4 separate regions of the Mus musculus genome follow, and regions 1, 2 and 4 are each linked to region 3. Evidence: chromatin contacts called from public HiChIP or PLAC-seq and promoter capture Hi-C data. All regions are on one chromosome and are shown on one strand. The core of a region is the stretch at or near the end of the contact, and the rest is flanking DNA. Distances in the headings are between cores, read along the strand shown. Region 1 holds the start of Lrrc42 (leucine rich repeat containing 42). Region 2 holds the start of Cpt2 (carnitine palmitoyltransferase 2). Region 3 holds the start of Nrd1 (nardilysin, N-arginine dibasic convertase, NRD convertase 1). Region 4 holds the start of Tceanc2 (transcription elongation factor A (SII) N-terminal and central domain containing 2).

The links. Promoter capture Hi-C pulls out the DNA fragments that hold promoters and counts their contacts. HiChIP or PLAC-seq counts read pairs in DNA pulled down with a chosen protein or histone mark. Capture Hi-C pulls out chosen DNA fragments and counts their contacts.
Region 1: a contact with region 3 is called in an H3K27ac HiChIP or PLAC-seq map of microglia, with 9 times the contacts expected there. The contact joins the promoter of Lrrc42 here to the promoter of Nrd1 in region 3. A contact is called at or near these places in 1 of 39 promoter capture datasets (pre-B cells), 1 of 115 datasets of contacts at active chromatin or transcription factors (microglia) and 1 of 9 other capture datasets (adipose tissue).
Region 2: a promoter capture Hi-C map of adipose tissue shows a contact between it and region 3, with 2.4 times the contacts expected there. The contact joins the promoter of Cpt2 here to the promoter of Nrd1 in region 3. A contact is called at or near these places in 2 of 39 promoter capture datasets (neutrophils and pre-B cells) and 1 of 9 other capture datasets (adipose tissue).
Region 4: a promoter capture Hi-C map of pre-B cells shows a contact between it and region 3, with 2.0 times the contacts expected there. The contact joins the promoter of Tceanc2 here to the promoter of Nrd1 in region 3. A contact is called at or near these places in 3 of 39 promoter capture datasets (liver, neutrophils and pre-B cells) and 1 of 115 datasets of contacts at active chromatin or transcription factors (large pre-B cells).

The regions. Positions count from the first base shown.
Region 1 is chr4:107,252,241-107,254,940 of GRCm38.p6, reverse strand. Lrrc42 (leucine rich repeat containing 42) reads left to right here and starts at 1,408. Exons shown (of 8, transcript NM_029985.2): 1 at 1,408-1,666. Hspb11 (heat shock protein family B (small), member 11) reads right to left here and starts at 1,038. Exons shown (of 6, transcript NM_028394.3): 1 at 946-1,038.
Region 2 is chr4:107,921,955-107,924,900 of GRCm38.p6, reverse strand. It overlaps Cpt2 (carnitine palmitoyltransferase 2), which reads left to right and starts at 1,312. Exons shown (of 5, transcript NM_009949.2): 1 at 1,312-1,586. The coding sequence starts at 1,435.
Region 3 is chr4:108,999,383-109,002,460 of GRCm38.p6, reverse strand. Nrd1 (nardilysin, N-arginine dibasic convertase, NRD convertase 1) reads right to left here and starts at 1,806. Exons shown (of 31, transcript NM_146150.3): 1 at 1,297-1,806. The coding sequence starts at 1,628.
Region 4 is chr4:107,176,929-107,179,986 of GRCm38.p6, reverse strand. It overlaps Tceanc2 (transcription elongation factor A (SII) N-terminal and central domain containing 2), which reads left to right and starts at 1,621. Exons shown (of 5, transcript NM_025617.2): 1 at 1,621-1,749; 2 at 2,283-2,422. The coding sequence starts at 2,324. It overlaps Tmem59 (transmembrane protein 59), which reads right to left and starts at 1,357. Exons shown (of 8, transcript NM_029565.3): 1 at 1,070-1,357. The coding sequence starts at 1,258.

The sequences.
Region 1 (2,700 bases), core at 159-2,658, 1.7 Mb after region 3:
TTTTTACCTTATTCTTAAATGATCTAAGGAAAAAGCAAACAAGCACTTTAATACAGTGAATATAAAGCACTTTAATAAAAAATGAATATACCTGAACTACCAATATCTGTTCTTTAAAACCAGGGGCAGAGATTTGGCTTTCATTAAGGTTTTGTTGCAGTTAATGAGAAAGAGGCAAACCAATCCCAAGAAACCCATAAAACCACCCAGCAGACATGTTTCCACACAGCTCCAAGATGGAGGTTTGAGAGGCAATGCTTGATCTAAGCGAGGATGAATACCCTCAGGGACTCTCTACCAAAGTGGTAGTAGGCTCTAGGACACCATCCATCCTTCTGGGTTTTACAGACAGGGACGGTGGATTCCCTACCCTTTCCCAGGGCCATTGATTTTCTCTTTAAATATACAGTGTAGCCCTTTCTGGTACTTCTTTCAGAAAACCTCTGGGTCACGTCCTGGGTTGATTTTCTCCTTGACCAGCACCTTTGGGTCTGTGTGCTCTTACATCTGCCTGCCCCAAATCCTTTCCTACAGCATCCACTGGTAGCTCTGGTGTAAATTTAAAACCGGTCATTCTCTTTCTCCCATAATGGCAGCCCGGACACAGTCCTCTCACCTCCAAGACTCAAATAATTTCAAATAACGTAAATGCACCCACATTGACTTTAAATATTATTCCTGTTTGAGGTTGGACCGTGCTGATAATGTGTTACGTTTGGCATATTAACTGTCATTTGTAATTGTTCTTCCTTCTGAGGGTCAAAGCATCATTTCAGGGCACTAAAAGTTCTTGGGGAGGGGGGCCTAGAGAGAGGCCAGGCCCTAATCACTCTGTTCTCTCCCAGCGACATCGCTGCTCCACCCGCGGTCACCCGCCGCGCGTCTCCTCACAACCGGTTCCTTCCCGCCCGCAACCCTCCGCCGGCCTCGCCACCGGGCTCCCACCTCTTCGGTGCCCGCCCACCGTGCTGCACGGACCCGCTCGCCTGGGCCTTGGGTAGCTCCGCGAAAGGACCGGGTCCGCTCGCGATCCCCGCCCGTCACGCCCCGCCCGGCCCTGGCCCCGCCCCGCCTCGCTTCGCTTCGCTCCCGCCCCGCCTCAGCCTCAGAGGAGTTCCCAGGCGCGCGCCCTGCGCAGCCCCGCCCCGCCCTCTCCTGGCAGGGGCTCCGCCTAGAAGCGCCACCTCACTTGCGCGTCTTTCCTCAGGACTACCTTTACATTGCATTGCCTCGGGGAGGTGGGGGGGCCTCCAAGAGATCTCGGGGGACATGCCCTCGCGCGGGCACGCACACGCACGGCCCCGCCCCGCCCCTTTCACCCTTCCTGCGACCGCCCGGCTTTCTCAGCTCGGCTGTCCCAACCCACTCCCGGCCCCGCCCCGCCACATGCCCCGCCCACTCCAGATCAGACCACGCCCCTCATGCCGGCCCCGCGCACGCGCGCCTACCCAGCCGAGTTCTTTTCCCCCCCCACCCCTCCCTGCTGGTACCTCAGTCCCGCGGCGCCAGGTCGCCCCCAGCCCCTCCCTCTTGCCACCCTCTGTGTGTGTCCCACCCTCACGGGCTTTGTGGCCTAGGTTGCCGAGCCGCTTCCCGGTCAGCCGCTCAGTGGAGGAAGGAGCCGCCAGTGAGGTGCAGCCGCTCGCTGCCCCGGGCAGGGGCACAGGTAGGTGGCGGCCGCGGGCCGGGCCGCTCGCCGAGCCTCAGGCAGCGCGTGGGTGCGGGGGCGGAGTGTGAGGGGCTGGGGGAGGGGAAAGGCCCTAGGGACGAGGTAGAGCTCGCGGTGGGAGGGGTGGGAGGATGAAGAGGTAGGGGTGCCTGAGGTGGGCTTAAGGGTGGGGTCCGCGGCGTCCCGGGTTAGACTGAGGGTGTGTGAGAATTTAGGGTTCTGGGCGGGAGAGGGAGCGGATTTAGCTTAGGTGGACTTGGGGAGAAGCTTGGGTGGGAGTGCCGGGAAAGGGGGAAAGAAAAGGGGTTGAGGAGTGCACCAAGGGAAGGAGCTAGGGTTGGAATAGGGGGAGGGGTGGGGCGGGGGGGGGCAGGGAAGAAACTAGTTGAGGCCGTGGATTGGGAAGTTGGAGATAGTGAGGCGTGAAGAAAGGGGAATCTGAAGGTTGAGGACGCAAAACCGGGAAAGAGATGGGGAGACTAGGGTGCTAAGAGGAACCTCGATGGTGAGAGGAAGACTCGTGAGGAGGGAGAGAAGGATGGGGGCTGGAGACGGGTCGCTAGAAGACAGGTGGAGGCGGGGTTGAGTCTTTTGAGGGGCACGGGAGAGTCTGGGATGTGAGGAAGATGGGTAGAAGATCTGGGAGTGAATGGGGAAGGTTAGAATTTGGGGGGTGGGGGACTGAAATTTTTTCTGTTTGAAAAGCTAAAGAGTGGGTAAAACTATCAAGATGTGGGAGAGATTAGCTTGCTCTTGGACAAAGTATGGGCCCGGATAGGACATGAGTTTCTGCAGTTTGGGGGAGAAGGCAGGTAGGGAAGTGGCAAGTTACAGGGAAAAAAGAAGTAGTGGGAAATTGAATAATGGCGGTGACACAGAACAATGAAGATGGATTGTTAGTTGGTTAGAGATACTTTGGAACTACTTTCTCTTCGGATTTCTTCCTATGTTAAGAAAAAGTCTTTAAAAACCACTACATTTTCAAATGAGCCAAAGGTGTCTGCAGTCTTGAGATGAAGGTAGTGGGTTGA
Region 2 (2,946 bases), core at 63-2,562, 1.1 Mb after region 3:
TTTCCTGTTTAACTGCTGGTCATCTAAATAAGGACAGAGCCCGAGAAACAAACTCAGGTCCCCTGAACTCCAAATCCAGTGCCCTTTGGGATGTGTTCCAGCTCATGGCTCTGCCTACCTACTTATGGAACAGACAAAATGTACTTGGCTGCTTCAGATCTACAGGGTCCTGACAGACAGCTGGAGCTAAAGGAAGGTTGTGTTTCCAGAATGGAATTCTGTTGTGCTTCAAGTGAGAATAATTCACTATGTAAAATAAGTGGTAGCAGAACCTATTACTTCTTTAGCTACAGATGAGGCAGAGACCAGAGGGGTATGGTATATGTTGCTTGCCTGTGGTGGTTTAGCGATGGATGGGGATGTTCACGTTCAAGAATCTTTGAATTCCTGAAAAGTTTGGGACTTCAGGACCCATGTGTGCTGACAGGTAGCCTCCTACGGTGGACTGAGGCTAAAAGACACCCAGAACTAGAGGACAAGGGTTTCCTCTTGGTAGGGAACCTGTTTTGTTTTTTTCCTTTGAAATATTCAATCTGAAAAAGGATGCTCATTTCTGGTTCCTGTACATTCTTTTTCCTTCCTTCCTCTTGTTTTGATTAAGACACAGTCCCGTGTAGCCCAGGATGGCTTCCAACTCGCTATGTAGCTGAATATAGGCTAGAATTCTTGACACTCTGCCTCTGCCTCTCCTTCAGATTACAGGCATGCACCCCCAATTTCCAGTTATACATTTTTAATAATATTTTTATTAGATATTTTCTTTACATTTCAAATGCTATCCCGAAAGTTCCCTATCCCCCCCCCACCCCACCCCACCCCCACCCCCCCCCGCCCCGCGAAGCCACACACTTCAAAGACTTCAGGCTTGGGGAATGCTACACGGACCTAGTATGAGTAAAGTATTCTGCCTAACAAATTATATTGGTGAAATAAGTATGACTATTGTTCAGTAAATCTAGAACTGTGGAGGCGTTTGTTGATCTTGTTCTCTACTTAGAAGACAAAGGTTTGAAATGTTCTTGGTCTCTAGAGACCAAGCCTTGACAAGGATAGGTCTGCCAAATGCCAAGTTTCAGCGTTTCTTTTTTCTCTACTTTTGATTTCTATCCAGTTCTGTGAAAGGAAAAGAGGTTAGCTTCAGAGTTACATGCCTGCCACCTTCGGGCAAGAAGCTGGGCTTACTATAGTTTAGAGACCGCTTCCGGCCCAGGTGGGCGTGGCCGCCTCTTGGGCGTGGCCACGATGTGGGCGGGCTCTGGGAGAGGCCAAGTGTGGGCGGGGCCACCGCCTATCGGTGCCCGGAAGTGCCCCTGTGGGCGGAGTTGAACTGGACGTTAAGTCTCTACGGGTGTCCCGGGCCTGAGGGCAGCGGCCTGCTTGCTCGGGAACTCCCTCAGCCACCGCGTCCTCAAGCCGCCATTGCCGCCCGGGACGATGATGCCGCGCCTGCTGTTGCGTGACTGGCCCCGGTGCCCCTCGCTTGTCCTGGGAGCCCCTAGTCGGCCCTTAAGTGCTGTCTCGGGGCCCGCCGAGTATCTGCAGCACAGCATCGTACCCACCATGCACTACCAGGACAGCCTGCCCAGGTGAGCCCAGCCTCCTGGCCCCGGCCCAGACCCGACTCCTGGTGCTTAGGACTTGCCCTGAACCTCCGGCCCTGGAGGCAGTCACATTCCCCAGCTTGGAAAGCCTGAGACTTTGAAAATTCCCTGGCTCAGAAGATTCAGAAACTTTAAAGTCTCCTCCGCAACCCTCCCGTCTACAAGTTCATCTTGAATCCTACAAACTCCTGCCCGCTCCATTAATCTTTCAGACAGCTATCCTGAGCCCTACACACTTAATGCCTGAAAATCACCCGAATCCTTTCTACTAGGGTGGTCAATTCCTTGTTTTGTTTTGAGGGTTTGTGTGCCCTAGAACTAGCTCTGTAGACCAGGATGGCCTATTAGAGATCCTCTTGCTTCTGCCTGTAGAGTGCTGAGATTAAAGATATAGGGCACCCCCATTGAGGGAGGATAGCCAGTTCCTAACATGGGTCTCCCTCGGGTCAGTGTCCCCTATTCACCTTTACCTGTTGCTGAGAACACCCAGCCCACTCCTCTTCCAGTACCTGTTCTGGTAGTGTCCCATCGTTGCTGCAAGCACATCTTTATCCTCATTTTAGCATTCTCCATCTTCTGCTCCATCTTCTAAGGTCAGCCTTAACCTAGAACTTTTTCATACCCACCAAACCTTCCTCAGCACTCTTTCGGGTGGTCCCCAACACCTCACCCACACTACCTGACCTATTCAAACAGCCCTAATAAGTGTTCCTCCATGTCCGTCACCCCCTGTCCCCAATACCCAGTACTTCCTTAAATCTGGAGTCTAGTTTTCTCGTTGATCTCTCAGCTTTGTTCTAGGTTGCCAGAATAGAAATTACCTTCACTCTAAGCCAAACCTAAATTGTCTTTGCATTCATTGTTTATTTCCCAAACCAAGCTCCAAACCTGTTTCAAATCCCCCTCACTGTCCTGGCCCAGCTGCCAGTGATCCTTCCTGCTCCATCCGGGAAAAGACACACATTGTACCATGGTATTGTTCCCTGCTGTGGGGTTTGTTTTCCTCCGTGTCCAGCAGTTATTTAACCCAGTGTCATCTGCCCACCGTGCCTTCTCAGCAAGAACCCAGTGTGCTTATGTGTGAGACCAGCTACAGTGAGGTTATCTGAATTCAGCAGGACGGAGGGGGAAAGAGAAAGGGACTTTGCTATTGCAGGATGAGGGTGTGACCTGGCTTCTCCAGACAGCCTGTGTGAGCTGCATTAATATGTAGGGGAAAGGTGAGGGCTTGGGAAAGAGAGTTTTCATTTGCTGAGTCAGATGGGCACTGACTTTCAGGCAGGCCTGTGCCTTACCCAGGTTTAAGATCAGGTGGACTGTCGGTAGTTTAGAATTGGAAAACTGT
Region 3 (3,078 bases), core at 557-3,056:
ACAAACAAACAAACAAAAAAACCACCAACACCTGTACTGAAAATTTAACCTGGGAGGCCAAAACTAAGCAATGTTATTACCTTCAACTTGCTCACTTACAGGTTACAACTACATCTTTGGCAAGAAAAGTTATCCCTAGTTTATAAAGATATCTTGACCCTGACAAACTGACAAAAATTATACTGGGAAATTAAGCTAGTCTTGAAGCTGGGACTATGTCACTACTTTCTGGACCTGAGTGTCAGTTGTTTGTAAAACAGAAGTGGGGGGAAAGTGGAAAAGATGATCTCTAGAATTCTTTCCTTCTTTTAACACACTGCAGGCTTATAATAAGTTTGGAGCTGCAGGCTTCTAACCCAGCACATACTGCACTGGCTTTTGAGTCGGATGGGTAGTTTCATACAAGCTCCAATACTATTTAGCTGTCTAATTCTGAGTGTGTTTCAACGTCTTCAACCAGGAAAACTAAGCTGTAAGATAATAGAAACTATTTCAAATACAAGATATTTTATGAAACAAAGTAACTCTTAAGTTTATTCAGGTGGGGGATTGAGTCACCATTCATTCATTCATTACACATGATTGAAACATTGTATAAAATGGGATCTTACACGCCTACCATTCATACAACTGAGGCCCAAGATATCTCTAATACGTTTTGGAAGAAGTCATCTAGCTAAGCCATTCTAGTTGTGGCTAGCTACCCATGGTTACAAGCCACTCCATCTCAGGCTAGCTAAGAGAGGTAAACAGGAGTGATAATTACGAAAAGGGTGATGTAAAGTTCTTTTATTAAAACCACAGCATCCTTTTCGTAATTTTCACTCTGTTTTACCTCTCTTTACTCATACACCTTTGGATTGAGACTGAACAAAAATAACACACACACACACACACACACACACACACACACACACACATCTCAAATATCCTCTCCGCCAAAATTCAGAATCACTAACTGTCAAGCTTTCCTTACCAACCCTCCTCCCCTTTACCATCCATCCTGTCTTCCTCATGGAAACCTTAATTCTTGCTTTAATATAAGTCAAAAATAGCCGGGCAGTGGCGGCGGATACCTTTAATCCCAGCATTTGAGAGGCAGAGGCAAGCAGATCTCTGAGTTAAAGGCCAGCCTCGTCTACTCCAAATTGCCCTGGCCGCCTCACCCAAACACACATTTGGGATGGGAAGTAGTAACACCCTGTTGCTTCTCCGGGAGACATGGAGACCAGAAGTCACTACAGCACCAACCGAAGCCCGCACCCTGTTCTCCCCAGTCCGAGCCTCCTCCCTCACCGGTACTGCTTGGGATCGCTGGGAGACTTGATGATCTCAGGGTCCCCGACATTACTGAAAGACCGTCCCTCCTCCTCAGATTCATCCGCTCCTAGACGAGCAAGCCGGCCGCTCTCGCCCAAGTCCTGTCCATTGGGCTGCAGGTCCGGGCAACTGCAGGTGGACTTCGCCTTGTTTCTTCCAGGCATGGTCAGCGTAGGAAAGGGTTTCGATGATTCTTCGCACAGACCCCGTGCTTCGATTCGCCCCAGAGCCGTGAGCTCCCGCCCGGCCTCACACCGCAACTTCCTCCCGGTGACACAGACTGCAGCAACCGCGACTCTCCTCAGCATTCACCAGCAAGTCGTAGCGCTGGACATCCCGCTCCCCAGGCCCACCTCCTCCTCCTACACCTCCAGCCACTCCTCCTCCTCCGCGTCCCAGGGGCGACGGCGGCGGCCGGCGTTGTTGCTGCCCCAGCCGCTGGGGAGGACAGGCCTGAACCCCTCCTCCAACCCGGCCTCGCTCACACCGACTTTCTTCATCCCACCCTCCTGACAGCCGATGACGCTATGGACTCTAGCCAATCACAACGCACAACGGCCGTCACGTTTGCAGAAACAGCCAATGGGAGTAGGGGAAGCGAGAGACCAATAGAAATAGGCCGGGTTCCTGGCGCACCCAGAGAGCATTTCGAAACCTGACGTGGGCGGGGCGAAGGAAAAGAGGCGGAGGATGATGGGAGAAGTCTTGCTGCGATTGTGACGTGCGTCCGTAGCTGTTTTTAGGAAAACCGCGTAGCGCTCCGTGTCTGAGAAAATATTCCCCAGCGAGAAAACACAGAAGTGAGTCGCGATAGTGGATGCTGATCTTCTTCACCCACTTGCGGTGTATTTTTTGCACTCTATTCTTAGAGTGACTCAGCGGGTCTCTTTTTTAAAAGAGCAGAGCACCGGAAGTCTTTTCCCACCCTATCCCGAGATGGATGCAGTGCTTGTGGGTCACTAAGCACCGGAAATAACAATTGCATCTTTCCATCCTGTAGGCTGCCAAACCATTGGTGCTTTTCACGCTCCAGATCTGTTTCAATATGCTCACTCTTGTATGCGAATTGTTTATTTTTTTAAGCTTCCACACCCTGGAGTAGTCCTCAGCCTACCTTTAAGTTTGGCCAACTTTTACTGAAAAGCAAGAACATGTTAGGCTACTAACCTCAAGTAACTTTCCCAAGCTTTTTGTTTTTGTTTTTGCCAATGCTTTTGCAGCGACTGGAACAGACACAATATAAAATAAAAAGCAGTTGACCAGATAACAATAAAAAGCTGATAGACACCATTGAATGAGATCATACCACATGGAAGAGATAAACGAAATGAATATGAGTAAACAACAACAACAACAAAAAGACTTTAAGCCGATAGATACATTAGTGGTTGTCTTTCCTGCCTCTGAACCTTTGTGTGGCTGAAGATAAAGCCATACACAAAACAAATCGTTGCCGGTGTGGTAGTCCACACCTTGAATCTCAAGCACTCAGGGAGACAGAGGCAGGTGAATCTCTTTAAGTTCAGGGCCAGCCTGGTTTACAAAGCAGTTCCAAGCCAGCCATGTCTACCTACTAAGACCGTCTCAAAAACAACAAAAAATCCTTGGCTTGAAGTTTAGTTTCTTATGGGAAGAAACTGACCATAAATAATACATTAAAAAAAAAAAACAATAAATGCTAAGACTACAAAACAGGGTAGGAAGACAAAGTATTGAAGAGGATACATGAACTGGGGCAGAAGTATTTGAAAGCATTAA
Region 4 (3,058 bases), core at 372-2,871, 1.8 Mb after region 3:
CAGGAAAGCACTTGTCAATATGGAACATTCTAAAGTCACTGGGACTGCCATTCTAGTCACTTTGTACCTTTAGAAGGCAAAGAGGGAGAGCCACAATGGTTAAGCAAATAGCATACAGAAGACAAGGCCAAAAAAAAAAAAAAAAAAAACCACGCGCATCAGCGAAAGCCCTTACAAAGCCAGGTGGGGAGGGGCATAAACCCTAATTATATATGGAAAATGAGTGGGGAGAACCACCAAGCAATTTAGAATGTTGAGTAAACAGAATTCATAAGAAACTGGAAAACAACTTAAGAAGGCAGAATTAAAGGCTAGGCAGCGGCTGCGGGCAGGGACCAGGGTTAGGGATCGGTCTCTCCTCTAGCTACACAGTATAGGTTTTCCGTAGGACAGTAGAATTTCCTGATCCACTCCACGATTCCTTATCTTCTGCACTGAGTGACGTTTATTTTACTTTATTGTTTTTTGAAGACAGACCCCCCCCCCCCCAACCGCCGCCTCACAAAGGCATCCAGTCCCTTGCGGCAGCGTCTCACACACACTCAACACAGACAGGAAGTCCTCCCTTCCACGGTGTCTGGTAACTACTGAGGCTGACTTCACACTTCAGACCGCAAAGGAATTGTCAAGCTTTCTCCGACTCGGGGAACACAACGCGCTTCGTCCCAGAGAGGCGCGCCATCAACCCAGACTGGAAGGCACTATTTTGTGCACGCCTGCGTCCGCGCCATCCTCCCCACCCCCGCGCTGCTAGTTAGGTCAGGACCTCGCGTTCATCCTCCATCTACCCTAGCAAGCGATCGCCTCCCTGGCGGTCCCGCGGGCTCCCAAGGGCTCGCCGATTCCGCACATTTGTGTCCCCCCCCCCAACCCCCAGCCTATCGCCGAGACCTGCAGCACAAACTTCCGGCAATTTCCGCAGGAGCAAGGAAAACTGCAGCTGCACCGAGTGGGCAGCGGCTGAAGCACAGCTTCACCACTAGGGCCCCGGCGCTGACCCCGAGGTGGAACGACGCGAGCTGGGGCACCGAGGGATGAGGGGAACTCGGGACGGATGGGCCCTGCCTACCTTCGGGTAGGTGTGCAAGGGGTAGGTCAGCTGACAGGCCCGGTGACAGGACGCTGTGTCTCCCAGGACCGAGTCAAAGGCTTCGGCCGCTGCAGTCCCCGAGCCTCCGGCCAGCGCCATAGTCAACAGCAGCAGCGGCGGGAGCCCCAGTTGGGCCTGGACCCAAAGCTTCCCCTTTGGCGCCGCCATCTTGTTCCCCTCTGTCACAGCAGCTCGAATTGTTGCTGTTTTCTTTTCAGGCTTTCTCCTTCTTCCGGGCCAGCCCCTTTCCCCGCCCCTCCGGCCCGCGCTTCCGCCTCCGAGAGCTCCTCGGCCCCGCCCCGGTCCGCCCAATCGGCTGCCTCCTGGCCGGTCTCTGGGACGGAAAACCTCTCGTGGGCGGGCTTGGGGACCCGGCCGACCATCTCAGCCTTGGGCTCAGAGCCGCGCCTGCCCCTTTCTCCGTGCCAGGCCGACTGGGGCCAGTAGTTCTCGGCGGCTTGGAGCGAGCTGAGGGGTGTTGCTTCCCTCAACCACAGCTTCCGCACGCCTCGCAGTGCGTTCTGGGAAGTGTAGTTCCTGCGGGTCACCAGCGAGGAACTGGGCCCCGGAAGAAGTGTACAAATAGTTACAACGCGCGGCCCGGGTGGAGGTCCCGAGGAGTCAAGAGACCAAACAGCGTAGGCAGGCTGATTTTCCCGGTGGGTCTCACGTCGAGCTCTGATTGGATAAGCCCTTTCCAGGCCTCCTAGTGCTGGGGCCAAGGCCTTGCTCGTGGAAGGGTTGGGATTCTCTGACACACAACACTGGTTTCTGAAGCAGCTTCTGTATTGCGCCGGGGTCTGGAGATGGTTGTTGTGGGCCTTAGAGTAATTCTTAGGATTGGGGCTGCCGCGGAGTGGGTGTAAAGAGGGGTTCACTGAGCCCAGTGGAACCCTAACTTCATCACAACTCAACCTGAACTGGAAAAGGATTTCAGAAGTCACCCCATTACCCCGGGTAGTGGAATCCAACTCCCTCCCTAGCATGCCCCTCTGGATCTTAGGAACTTAACCCAGGAAGTAAACTTAATTATAGTTTCAGAAGAGATTTCCTCTTTCGAGAAGAAGTCTTATTTCCTGTAAATACCATCCAAAAGCCTTCATAATTCAGACGTGTTTAGAAAATCCAGTCGTGTCACTTCTGGGAATACACATCTCAACCTTAATAAAGTTTCACCCTGTTTCTTGAATAGAATACTCCTCAAGCACCTGAAGGTAGGCGGAGCCCCCAGCAATGGATAAATTCGTCATTCGAACGCCTAGGATCCAGAATAGCCCGAAGAAGAAACTCGGAGAAAAGGTTTACAAGCAAGCCACGATTGAGTCGTTGAAGGTGAGAAGGAATGTGGGGTCAGAGAAAATGTGCACAGGACTGTCATAAAGAGATAGGGCCAACAGGTTCCATTGTAGGGAATCATGACTTTTTGTTAAGCACCCTTCAGGGACCATTTTTCTTTCTTACATACCCTGTACAGACTTTTATCAGTTCCTGTACCTCTGCTACCCTGAATTAATCCAATTCTGGCTTTAGGGTATGGTTGCTAGCTGACAGGATCACTACCCCCCTTTGTTAAGTTTTTTCTTTTTAAGATGAATTTTTATTTATTTATTTTGGTTTTCAAGACAGGGTTTCACTGTGTAGCCCTGACTGTCCTGGAACTCACCTGTAGACCAAGCTGACCTAGAACTCAGAAATCCCCCTGCCTCAACCTCTCAAGAGCTGGAATTAAAGGCTTGTGCTACTATTCCTGGCCAAGATTTATTCTTATGTGTGTCTGTGTCTGTGTGTGGATATGGTCACTAGTGGCTTTGGCTCTCTTTGGAGCTGTAGTGATAGTGATTGTGCACTACCTAAAGTAGAAATTTGAGGTCCTGGAAACTGAACTAAAGTCCTCTGCAAGAGCAGTATGTGGCAGGAATTCTAGTAGAATCATTGGATCTAGGGAAAACATTAGGATGAAATAGCTGT